3 separate regions of the Gossypium hirsutum genome follow, and regions 1 and 2 are each linked to region 3. The links are chromatin contacts, called in public Hi-C maps. All regions are on one chromosome and are shown on one strand. The core of a region is the stretch at or near the end of the contact, and the rest is flanking DNA. Distances in the headings are between cores, read along the strand shown. Region 1 overlaps LOC107945473 (polyamine oxidase 2). Region 2 holds the start of LOC107945475 (F-box/LRR-repeat MAX2 homolog A). Region 3 has its middle 21 kb from the start of LOC107945744.

Region 1 (4,144 bases), core at 221-2,720, 460 kb after region 3:
TGGTCACAGATATTCTGATGTTGCTTTGGAACTCACTAAGTTCTATGAACTTACTCCGTTGATCTTCCCTTCTCAGGACCCTTGAAGAAATAAAGGAACCTTTACAGACTACTCTAGAGGATATATTATGTGTAAGGCTTATAGTGATTTTGTATTATGCATGAAAGTGGCATCAAGGCTTGAAATCTGAGAAACAATATTTTGTAACTAAAATTGTATCCGCCAAATTCGTTCTCTCCTTAAATCTTTACAATGAACTTTTGTGTTTTAAAGGTGTTTGGGCCCTTAAGTCTAAAAGTTTTATTTACTACTGCTATAGCAAACGCCTTTTGCTCTTTTGTAAACTTGAGATTCTGCCAATTTCGTAATTGTAAGGAAAGGCTTCAAAGTTGTAATGCACCATTCTTGGATCCTCCTTAAAGGTCAGGGATGAGGCACTACAGCCGGGAACTTATAACCTTGCACTTTTTGGATTAGTCACTAGCACATGATAGATGGAAAACATGGCCCTCTTGTGTAATCGAAAAGTAATGTGGTCACGGTTATTTGTCTAAAATAGGATCATATTGGGAGAACTGATTTTGTCCCAAAGGGATTAAGGATGTTCTATGAGGGTAACACACATATGACAAGTTGGATGAACACTAGATAAAGTAGCACGAGAAAATACATATGCCTAGTCAATTCCTATGCTAGCTCGGTATATCCTTGATGGTTTGCATTTGATTTGACGATGTGAATATATGAAAACAATGAATAAGAGTGATAGATCGCATGTCTATCCATAGTGAATGTGTTTTCTCGTCATGCATAAAAGATGACTTAGAGGTTAAATTTAACTTCTTTGAATTATTATTTAATTAAATTGCAATTAAATAATTGATGTTCGAAATAGAAATTAAATTAATTCGTCATCATAGTTTCAAATTACAAGGTAATTAAATTTATTTACTTACAGATTCTAATACGGTAAAGTCATCTTGACTTTAATGAAAATAGAATTGGATTGACAAACTGATTTAATAAAATAATTAAATTAATTAATTAATTGAATAAATGATATTTTAGGTATAGGAATGATGTTACTTGGATTGAATAAATTATATGAATTAATTTAAAGACCAAATAATACATATAATTATACTCAATACATCATGACGCCTAACTAGACCTGGTGCAAGGCAATGGGCGACAAACCCTACTCCTCAAAAAGGGTATTGCTACCACCTAACATAAAGGTAAAATAAAAAGGTGATACAATGTTGAAGAAAAAATGCGCCATCCAATTAGGCATAATCTTTGCAATAGCTTTATAATTAAAGTTGCACAAACTAATCAACCGGTTTAACTACTTGTCTTGTTGATTCCCCTAAGCAATCTCTCACTTTCAAAAAAGCCCATTACACATGTGTATAGTTTGTCTTTCACCAAAGCCCAATAATAGTGATAGAAAAGGTCATGAAAGCGATCCGAAACCGACGTCTTGTAAGACCCGATGGCAAAAACATCGTTGGTTTACAATATCTGTATGATATGAAAAGATTATTATCTTGATTGTTTTTATTTGAAAAGATTTTTTTTTGCAAAACATTGAAGATCAATCTTACATGAGTAATATATTGTTGTAATTTTAAGACCACTCATGTACAATTCCAAAACTGGGTGATGAGGAACATAATCTTCTATGGGAACACTAGCACTTAATTTTGATTGCTTCACTTTGAGTTGGATGAATAATTGAGTATCATGGAATCTTATCCTTTCTTCTCAAGCTTTTCTCCACCTTTTTTCTTAAACTATTTCTACCTTTATTGAAGTGAATCAAAATATTTCCTCCCTCACATATATATATTATCCAATCTTTATTTTACGACGACTAAATAATATGTTACTTAAAATACATGTTTAATCTTTTAAAAAAAATCTAATTCATACTCATCTACATTATATCACGACGAACACTTTAAAATTTCAAAAAAAAAAAACAATAAACATGTTCCTACACTTTATAAACGAGAATGTGAATGCTGCATCTAAGATTTCTACCCCATAAAATAAAAAATAAAATGAAAAAGCAGGAGAATTAGAACAAAAAAAGCGACTGTTTATTTTCCTAATAAAATTATATCACCATTTTATCGGTGTCCTTCCCACTCATGTAGTGGATGACGCAACTTGCACCTTTCATATCCAAAACATACTTCACTTTAACATTGGCATGCCCCCATGCCTGCACAATCTCAACCATACTATTCTTAATTAAATACTTCACCACCCCAACACATTAAGATCACCATACAAGTTATTCTTGTCCGGATCTCAATTCAGTATAACTATGCTTAAAAGTGACCATATACAACACATCAAACCAATGCAAGTAGCCCTTGAAATTGGGATCAATGTGTCACTCAAATCACACCCCAACATATCTACAAATACATACTTTGGAACCGGGTGCATGCCTAGACAGGTAGGTTGTTTACAAACGCGTTATTAAAAGCGGGACACACAACCCTGCTTCCTCACCCATAACTGGTTGGAGCAAGTTCAACTCTCCATATCGCTCCAGTACACGCATCCTACAGTCCTCAGCAGCCATCTGCCCAGTTGAAAATGCACCATGAATGGACCCTGGATAGCTCATACTGGTTGCCTCCCCCGCAAAGAATATGTTATCCACTGGCACTCTTAGCCTCTCATACAGATCATGGGACATGCCTACTGCATCATAGCTATAGGAGCCTAGTGTGTTCACATCTGTGCCCCATCGAGAAACAAGATACTGAATCTGTGGGTTCAAGATCGACATTATAATTTAGTTAGTATGATCAGAATCCTACAGAATCTGAATGATCAATTGGCAAACAGATGAGTATACACAAATTTGTAATCTGACAATATCATAATTGAATTTAGACATTGAATAATGATTCCATTTTGTATACATGCAAGATCGAAGCAACAGACTAATTTAAAACACAATTAATCAGAAGCACCCAACAAATTTAGAACACAATTATAGCTTCGAAAATTTGACTCACCGGGGCACATGCCTCTGGAAGGATCTTCTTGAGTTGCATAAAAGCAAACTCCACAGCAGCTTCATCAGACATTTTCTCAATGTCTCTGGCCAGCTGCCCAGCAGGCATATAAACGAGGACAGAATGACCTGTCGCCTTATGAAGGTTTAGAAAGTAGCTGCAATGATAAGATGTGTCAGCAACAACTCCCAAAAACTCCACATTAGGCCAAAACACCTTGTCAAAGTGCAATATAATTTTATTCTCAATTCCCACTCCAAGTTCATCAATTGCTGCTTCCTTCCATTCAGGAAGCCTTGGTTCGAACTTGATATTCTTGGCTTTTAGTACGCCTAGAGGAACAGCAACGATAACAGCATCCGCCGCAAATGTAGTACCATCTTCCACAGTAACCTTCACTCCAGTGTAACGCCTCACTATGTTTGTAACCCTAAGGACAAAGGCATTTCAACGATGGACATTACTGATAAATTCATCCACGCTAAAGGACATACAAGCCGGTGAACTATTCAAGTTAAATTACCTGTGGCTCAAGCGGATGTCAATACCTTTGGCCAGAGTGTTTATGACAGGAAGATAGCCCCTGACCATGAGTCCGTGACCACCAGGTAATAGCTCTTCCTAAAGATAGAAAATAAAAACAGAAAGTTGTAGGTACAGAAAGTCAATGTAGTTGAGGAGCATCATAGTAAATGGAAGTAGAACAAGTAAGAATTTGGCAAAATACATGAAAATGTTGTTTTTTTTTTTTTGTGGGGGGGGTTGTTAGTGAGTCAAACTAGGATCTATTCCTATTTTTTATTGAAAGATTTTCATTCATCATGTACAAAGACAACAACCCTAAATACGTTCAATAGTTCATGAACATTCTAGACCTCCATTATGCATTTGACTTCCTATAGTCTGCATAAGAAAACTCATCTCCACTATATTTAACCTTGGTGCCTCGTTGAACAAAAAGTCAGTGGGAAAAAAACATCAAAAGCAATTCAAATAAAACCTCAAATTTCTAAGTATGAAAACCTGCCTGGTCCCAGCTTTTAAGTGAGATGGTATCAGCATCCGAAGCAAACCAACCTTCCATTCTGCATACATACCACTGA
Region 2 (4,398 bases), core at 928-3,427, 420 kb after region 3:
ATGGGCTCAATCATCTTTAGAGCATAAGCCTCCACTTATATCAAAGCACATGAGTTAAATACGCATGGTCAGTAACTAACTCAATATTTCACACCATGAATGTCATGAGCGAATTAATTCACAAACAGATTCAGAATTAATTCATCTTGGGTCCAGCCCAATGTATCATTCTACCAATGAATACATCTATGTCTCTACTCGTGGAGTCAACTGCTCCGATAGCCAAGACTAGTCATCTCCCCAATTGGAATTGTAGATGACATAATAATCCTTTTCAGTATTTGAATCAAATGTTCACTTTGATTCTTTTACGAGATTACAGACTTATTTAGATTATCTAATGAAGTAAGTTGTCTTTCTCGCAATGTAAACATTCTTACAATGCCACTTATCTTCAGTTTCAATTTAGACAATTAATGAGCTAATATTTGTTTGTCACAATTTCACTATGCATGCAAAATATAAAAAACAGAAATACAAAATACATAATAGTGGAATGTGAAACTAACTTTATTTATTCATCGTTCAAATAAATAGAAAACAGTTACATGTTTACTACAATATGGGCACATTTCCCAATAGAGCATTACCCATGTTATTATCAAGTTTAATGACATGCCCAATCGTCTACCCAATACTCATTAAAATACTCTTCTAGTACAAAAAGCAAAGGAGACCCGAAAGTCGTATCTAAGCAACTACGTTAGACGGGTATGGTTGGCTAGTTGAGAAAGATTCTGACCAGGGTTGGATCGTTAAATACTGTCCAAAAACAATCCAAGGTCCTTCTATTAGAGCTCGGATATAGTTTGATTCCTCTTAGAATTTTATCATGAAATAATCATTCTTTAAATCCATAATTTTGACCGAAGTTGATGGCTTTCATAGATGATAGATCTTATTCGAGAGAGTTTGAAACCCTATTTTCTTGCCCAATAAGTGGACCACGACCATGGGAGACAGACTCTGATATAATATCTAGTGAAATCAATTGCGGTTTCCATCCCCATCCACTACCATAAGATGGTTGTCTTCCCTCGCATCATTACAATGCATACGAACTTTCTTGGTAGCTTTGTCTTCCAGAAAAGTCAACAAAGAAGAAATCTCCATAACTTGCTTTTTGTTTTTATTAGTTTATAGTTAACTCATGATTAAAACATGTCACATTGCGTTAAAATTTTAATGAAATACATATCATTCTTCCTTTTAATTTTTATTTCAAATTTAGTTATGACTCTTTATTTTTTTAATATTTTATAATTAGAGATGATAAAACTCAAACTATTTTATAGATTTCAATTCAATCATACTAAATAAAGTGATTTAAAATTATACATCTATAATATAGCAGGACGAATAATACAACAAAGCGTATTAATTATAAAATAGTAGTTGATTTAACATCATCCCTTCCGTCCTGTTTTATTCGCATTAATAACTACAAAATTCCAAGTTGTTGCAATTCATAAAAGGCATTTAAGTTTAATGAAATGGTAAACTTACATGTACGTACAGACAAAAAGAATTCCAACCTTTTTTTTATTGTTTTAATTAGAAATCCAGCAAAACTAGAAAAAGATAAAAAGGAAATAGGAGCTGAGTAGAAGAAAAAGAGTAGGGGTAAAATCTTGGATGTGGGTTCCACAAGCACGTGGCATTGTCCAAGGAAATTAAATTTAGGAAAGTTTTTACCTTGTCTCCGTAGAGACATGGGAAAAATATGACAAGCTGGTGTTAATACACGTTTTGGATGATAATCGTTTTTAATTGAGGTTTGATTTCTTTTATCAAAATTAAATTTTAAATTTGACGAAATTTGAATCTTGTTTTATCTAAGTTAATTTTTGATATTTTATTAAAAATCTTAATATTCAAATTTAAATTTGAAAATAATTATCAAATTTAAAATTAAATTTGTTAAAGAATTTAGACATTAATATAAAAGTAATTGTTAATTTCAAGTTTTAAGGTGAAAATAATTATTAAATTGACTAATTAATTTCAACAAAAATTTTAGATCCACTGAAAAAGTATTTCCCTAGTAATTTAACCAAAAAAAAAAAAGACAGCAATGTCAAACCAACGCCCAATGCAGTGCCAGGATGGATTTGGGTCTAGTCTTAGACAACGTGGCCTTCCCAATCAGCGACAAGACAAAACTCTCTCACCAGTACTTTCATTTAGTGTACTGTTATCCACATCCCATCCCCATCTCCAGTCCCAAATGCCATTTTAGTATTTATCCAAACTTTAAAGCTTTAACCAGAAACCAACCTTCTCTCTCACTCACTTCATTCAAACCAAATTTCTTCGTCAAAATCTGGCTTATCTCTCAAATTCAATCTATAACTTGAATCAAATCAAACTCACCCACCCAAACATTACTCACCCTAACACCAAATGGCCACCATTAACGATATCCCCGACGTTATTCTATCGAACATCTTTGCTTCTATTTCAGATACCCGAACCCGGAACTCTCTTTCCCTTGTCAGCCGTAAGTTTATGCTTCTTGATAGGGCGACGCGCGTCTCTCTCACTCTCCGCGGTAACGCAAGGGACCTTTTCATGATCCCGACCTGTTTCAGATCCGTCTCTGACTTGGACCTCTCCTTCCTCTCCCCATGGGGCCACCCGCTTCTTTCTTCTCCGTTGTCTGATACTGATCCTCAGCTTTTGGCCCATCGCCTCCGCGTAGCGTTCCCTGCGGTCACGTCCTTGACGGTCTACGCTAGATCGCCGTTGACGATCAAGATTTTGGTTCAACAATGGCCTGGGTTGAAGCGTGTGAAGTTGGTTAGGTGGCATCAACGGCTGGCTTCGTGGCCAATCGGTGAAGACTTTGTTTGTTTGTTGGAGCAGTGCGAGAATCTGAATTGGCTTGATTTGTCCACTTTTTATTATTGGACTGAAGATCTGCCCCCGGTTCTTCAAGCTTGCCCCAAGGTATCGGCCTCGTTAGTCCACTTGAATTTGCTAACGACGTCGTTTGCTGAAGGGTTTAAGTCTCAGGAAATTAAGGAAATCACCACGGCTTGTCCTAACTTGAAGAACTTCTTGGTGGCTTGTAACTTTGATCCTAGGTACATTGGGTTCGTCGGAGATGAGACCTTGTTAGCTGTGGCTAATAATTGTCCTAAATTGACGCTTTTGCATTTGGCTGATACGTCCTCACTGACTGACGTTCGAGGTGATCCGGATAATGAGGGATTTACTTCGGAGGATGCTATGGTTACCAAAGGGACGCTGGTGGAATTCTTCTCTGGCTTGCCGCTGCTTCAAGAGCTTGTGCTTGATGTTGGAAGGAACGTCAGGGATACTTCCATGGCATTGGAAATGTTGAATTCTAAATGCAAGGATTTGAGAGTGCTCAAGTTGGGGCAGTTTCATGGGATATGTCTGGCGAATGAATCTCAGCTTGATGGGATTGCCTTGTGTTCGGGTCTGGAAGAGTTGTCTATTAAGAATTGTGGGGATTTGACGGATATGGGATTGATTGCAATTGGGAGAGGGTGCTCTAAGCTGTCCAGGTTTGAAGTTCAAGGATGCAAAAGGATTACGGAGAAGGGTCTTAGGACAATGGCTTGCTTGCTAAGAAATACTTTGGTCAAAGTCAAGATTTCTTGTTGCAAGAATCTTGATGCTGCAGCTTCATTGAGATCTGTGGAGCCAATCCGTGATCGGATTCAATGGCTGCATATTGACTGTGTCTGGAACGGATGGGAGGAGATTGGGAATTCCGAGCCGGTTGGTCTTAGTTTTTGGCACAACCAAGTGGAGGAACCATCCAGTTTATTTAGCTTAATGGGGAGTGAGTATGATCATGAAATGAGAAGGAAGAAATGCAAATACTCCTCTGACGTGAGTGATGGTTACATTCTGGAAAACAACGGATTTTGGTGCAAGAAATGGGATAGGTTGCAATACCTTTCACTTTGGATTGGTGTTAGTGAACTCCTTACACCATTGGCAGCGGCGGGTCTTCTGAACTGCCCTAATTTGGAGGAGATTCGAATAAAGGTGGAAGGGGACTGCAGGGGACGTTCCAAACCATCTGAACGTGCATTTGGATTGAGCTCTCTTGCACTCTACCCTCGGCTTTCGAAGATGCAATTAGATTGTAGTGAAACCATAGGTTATGCACTCACAGCACCGTCAGGCCAAATGGATTTGAGTTTGTGGGAAAGGTTTTTCCTTAATGGCATTGGGGAATTGAGGCTAAGTGAACTAGATTATTGGCCTCCACAAGACAGGGATGTCAACCACAGGAGTCTCTCACTCCCTGCTGCTGGATTGCTGGCCGAATGTCTTGAGCTTAGGAAGTTATTTATCCATGGGACGGCTCATGAACACTTCATGATGTTCCTTCTTAAAATACCTAACCTCAGAGACGTA
Region 3 (4,142 bases), core at 893-3,392:
AGTAATTTTAACGGAAAGGTTGATATAGTGTCATGACGAATGCAATAAATCATGCCATGGAGGTCAACTAATCGATTGGGTTTGTTCAATTCACTTGAATTGGCCCAATTCGTGAAACATATTGGATAGTCTATTTATTTGAAGCTTTGGTGGCTCAATGAAATGAAACACTCTATTAAAATTAAAGTTATCATTAATGTAAGATAAGATTGTATAAAGTTTAAATCCCTTATGATTCTCATTTTGTAAATAGGCACTGATCTTAGTCATCGATGTAGTTGGATTTGAGGGAGTTCAACCAGAGGGTTTTCTCCTCATTTGTAATAATTTCATCCCTTTACTTTATTCTTGAGTTAAAGAATATTTTGACAGTATTTACTTGAACATTTGGTGTGTTATTATTATCTTGTGGCATTTTTGTTTGATTCAAGTCATTTTGCCTTTTCGAGTTACTTTCGTTTTTATTTCAGTGCCTTAGTGAAATTTTATTTGAATTTTCACTTTTTGGGAGTTAGGTTGACTTCTGTGAATTCGAAGTCAAAAATTACCTAAGACCGCATGATTTACTAGACTAAAGTTCAAATCGCGTAACAATAGTTCGTCTAGTTAGCATTCTAGGTACTTCTTTTTCATATTGTCATTGTAAGGTCAATGCTAGAAAGAAAAAATCTGTCGAAAAAAATTAAACTTCGTATGCATGCTTAGTTTATTTTTTTAATTATTAACTTGATGAGATGTAAAATTAGCATAGATGGTTTAATTTATTAATAATAAAAGTTCCAATGATTTAATTTGATAAAATTAAAGATTAGGGAACTGAATAAAAAATTATGCCAAGTCCAGTAAACAAAAATGTGAATTACTGGAGATTCATGAGTTGGGTTCTGTAGTTTTATGATAAGCTGGGGCTTAAAGTTTGAAGGGAATGAAGATTTAGAGGGGAAAACATACTTAAAATTTAGGAAGCCAAGAGTGACGAAAGGAGGATTTTGTTTTGTTTTGTAAATGTAAATCATAGAAGTGAGGAAGAATTGCTTGTATTGTATTTATTCATGTTGCAGAAGATAGGAAATGGAAAGAAAGTAAAGAAAAACCCCTAAAGTTAATCCTACAAATATGTCAAATTATATTTGTCCTCAGGGAGTACAGATGTCAATCATGCTCACCTTGTTACAGTAATAATTAGTTTGTTTAGAGTTTTTATGAAAATATCTCTAATTGATCTTCAATTTTGACATATCTTGTAGACATAAACTTTTATTGAATTTTTTTCAGATGAAATGAAAACTAGTTTTGCCAATTTATAACACACAAGAACATATGTAATATTGTTCATGAAACATAAGATTGAAGTCTATATGAAAGGGAGCCTGATATCACAGTTGTAATTTCACCCATAACCAAGTTAAGGCTCAGTACTTGGTATATTCATACTATCTCACATATTGATATTGTCATATCATTGTATTTAATTTTACACTAGATCAAGACACGTTTTTTTTCTCCATGAAATTAGGTTCCCTCCAACAAAAACACAATCTGCACAGATTAATAAATCATCGGAAGAAAATGCTTCAAGACAACTGCATCTCGAAACAAATAGGAAATCCTAGTAGCCTTGGTCGATACAGAAAATTTGCCACAAACAAGAACAAATAGGTTGATTCTTCATACTCTTAAAGAACAAAAAATAAAAATAAAAAGGAAAAGAAAAAGAAAAAAAAAAGGTAAAGTGATAAGAGAATTTAAAAAAAAAATAGCAATAAGAATCAGGATTACTCACTACTAAACAAGGAAACTTACTGAGATAAGAGTGGAAAGAATTGCAATAATTAAAATTTGAAATTTAGAACATTCAACATCATGTTTCATTATTATGAAAACATTAATGATCAAATACATCTATTTAATCCTACATACATGCATAATTAGAGAATTGATAGCTAATTAACTAAATATCTGCAAGTAATGTACATTCGTGCATGCACTAACTTCCTAATTCATGCATTCTAATTTATTTAATGAAAGCACATTATTAAATAAATTCAAAGGTCACTTAGAAAACTTCCATACACTTGCAAACTAGAAATGAAATGAACTTGGGCTTGACTTCAGTGGGCTTGGATTCATCTCCTTTAAGCTTCTCTAATTGGGCTAAAAATTTTTGCAAGTATAATGTAATTTCATATTGCATTTGTTTAGCCATAGTACGAGTTATTGGCCCAAAGTTATCCATTTGAACTCAAGCAACTTTGTCTATTCCATGATTCTTATTAGTTTATCAATTTCGAACAATGCATAATCAACATCGGAAAAAACATTATTGGTGTGGCCATGATTGCCATAGAATAGACTGTCTTAGATCTCTCTTTAAATAACACAAATTTATTCGAAAGTTGCCTAATAATTTAATTGTTGGAAACAATATGGACCAACTTAAAACATCAATAGGGTGAGCATATATGAGTGAGCTCTTGTAAGATGATTTCACTTTCCACTTATTTTTTTTATAGCTACTCCAGGTCTTCAAAAGGTTTACCATCAACTTTTCACTTGGTATTGGTGCACTACATGGCGTGGCTCCTAATTTCTTTTGTGTCAATAAATTAAGAACATATTTTTTAAGACAAAAAGATTCTTTTATTAGTTTGTGTCACTTCAACACCCAACAAATACTTTAGCAACCCCGACTGATTAAAATTGATGTGAAGAAAATATTTTGAAGATCAAATGCTTGCAATATCACTTCCAATTAATGATAACACAACTAGCAATATTATACCAACCTCAAACTATTTATAGAACACTAAATGATCGCAATTACTATTCTTTGACTCATTCTTGATTTGTCTCACTAAACCTACCTAACCAAGTGTGAGTACATTGTTTCTAACCATATACGATCTGCCTAGGCAACAAACTTTTCCTAAGCAACAAATGCATGTAGTTACTTTATATAAACTTCCACCTGAAGTTCATTATGTAAAAAGCACCATAAGTTTGATCATGCTCTTTAGAAACAAGATGTCTTTAAAATGAATTATTGATCCATTTGGATTTACTTTAACCATAAGCACCTATTTACAAGATATTGCTTTCTTTCTTGTAATCAGATTTACTAAATCTCAAGTATCATTATCATTTAAGGCTATCATATTCTCTAAAATAGAATTGAGCGAACCACCGTGGTAATGAAGATATTGTATATCCAACAAGGTAAGATCATTGGATAGTAATCTTGAAATGTTGAGACCATTGTAGCACATATGCTCATTATCCATTTGATTTTTTTTGAAATGCTATTTTCAATTACTTAAGATTTTGATTACATTGAAAACTATAAATGAGCTTGAGTATAAATGAGCAATATGTGAATAGTGTTTATTTAGATAATCATAAAGAAATAAATTGTTGATAAAATAAATTCTTATCGATATATCATAAGTGAATTAAATGAATAGTATTAAAAATAAGATTGACATGATCATTTGTGAAATGTGATCATGTCACATAGTTTAATTAGATATCATTATTGGTCCAGGTTAGAGTGTTACAATTGCCACAACAATTACATGCCTATAACCATTCACACCCCAATTCAACCAAATGTAGATTTACTCTTCATCACAACCATTGGCTAGGATAACATATTAAGATTTGAAATAGTTCATCTCAAAACATACCATATTGTTATAAATATGCCAACTAAATAGTTACATCATATGGTACCTTGCAACAAACCTAAGTACATGTTGACTAAGCAACTTAAGTACACAGTCAAAATGGTTCAAAATGTAGCAATTACATTAGCTTGAACGTGAATATGATGCAAATTTTGAAAGTAGTATTCCTAAGTCGATCCTCAACCTACGTAAGAAAAACAAATCCATGTACCAAAGCATCCAATATGGTTATTAGTGCTCCTAATAAATTTCGTTTTACCTTTTTTTTTCTTATTAATGAATTTGATGCCTTTAGTGAATGTTCCTAGCATTTGTCATCTTTATATGCCATTTTAGATTCATTACCCTTTATTACCATTGAATGACTTATTAGTAACTGACTTCTTAAGAACATTTAAACATATTTCCACATTCAATTGCAACTATTAACTCAACTTTGCATATTATCATTCATTGCTT

What was found. Hi-C and Micro-C count contacts between places; a contact is called where the count stands out from the background.
Region 1: a Hi-C map of leaf shows a contact between it and region 3, with 1.8 times the contacts expected there. The contact joins two enhancer-like sites. A contact is called at or near these places in 2 of 34 Hi-C or Micro-C datasets (hypocotyl and leaf).
Region 2: a Hi-C map of leaf shows a contact between it and region 3, with 2.6 times the contacts expected there. The contact joins the promoter of LOC107945475 here to the enhancer-like site in region 3. A contact is called at or near these places in 4 of 34 Hi-C or Micro-C datasets (hypocotyl, leaf and petal).

What each region holds. Positions count from the first base shown.
Region 1 is chrD12:32,690,036-32,694,179 of Gossypium_hirsutum_v2.1, forward strand. LOC107945473 (polyamine oxidase 2) reads right to left here. Exons shown (of 10, transcript XM_016879494.2): 7 at 4,069-4,144; 8 at 3,565-3,662; 9 at 3,042-3,471; 10 at 2,084-2,788. The coding sequence ends at 2,480. Among protein-coding and RNA genes, the nearest start is that of LOC107945473, 4.8 kb to the right of the region's middle. Within about 2 kb of position 1,471, at least 3 of the 9 cell types and tissues checked have an H3K27ac peak or open chromatin away from gene starts, as enhancers often do. A contact at or near this core is called in leaf, where this site is marked.
Region 2 is chrD12:32,654,533-32,658,930 of Gossypium_hirsutum_v2.1, forward strand. It overlaps LOC107945475 (F-box/LRR-repeat MAX2 homolog A), which reads left to right and starts at 2,178. Exons shown (of 1, transcript XM_016879495.2): 1 at 2,178-4,398. The coding sequence starts at 2,404.
Region 3 is chrD12:32,231,234-32,235,375 of Gossypium_hirsutum_v2.1, forward strand. No RefSeq gene overlaps it. Among protein-coding and RNA genes, the nearest start is that of LOC107945744, 21 kb to the left of the region's middle. Within about 2 kb of position 2,143, at least 2 of the 9 cell types and tissues checked have an H3K27ac peak or open chromatin away from gene starts, as enhancers often do. A contact at or near this core is called in leaf, where this site is marked.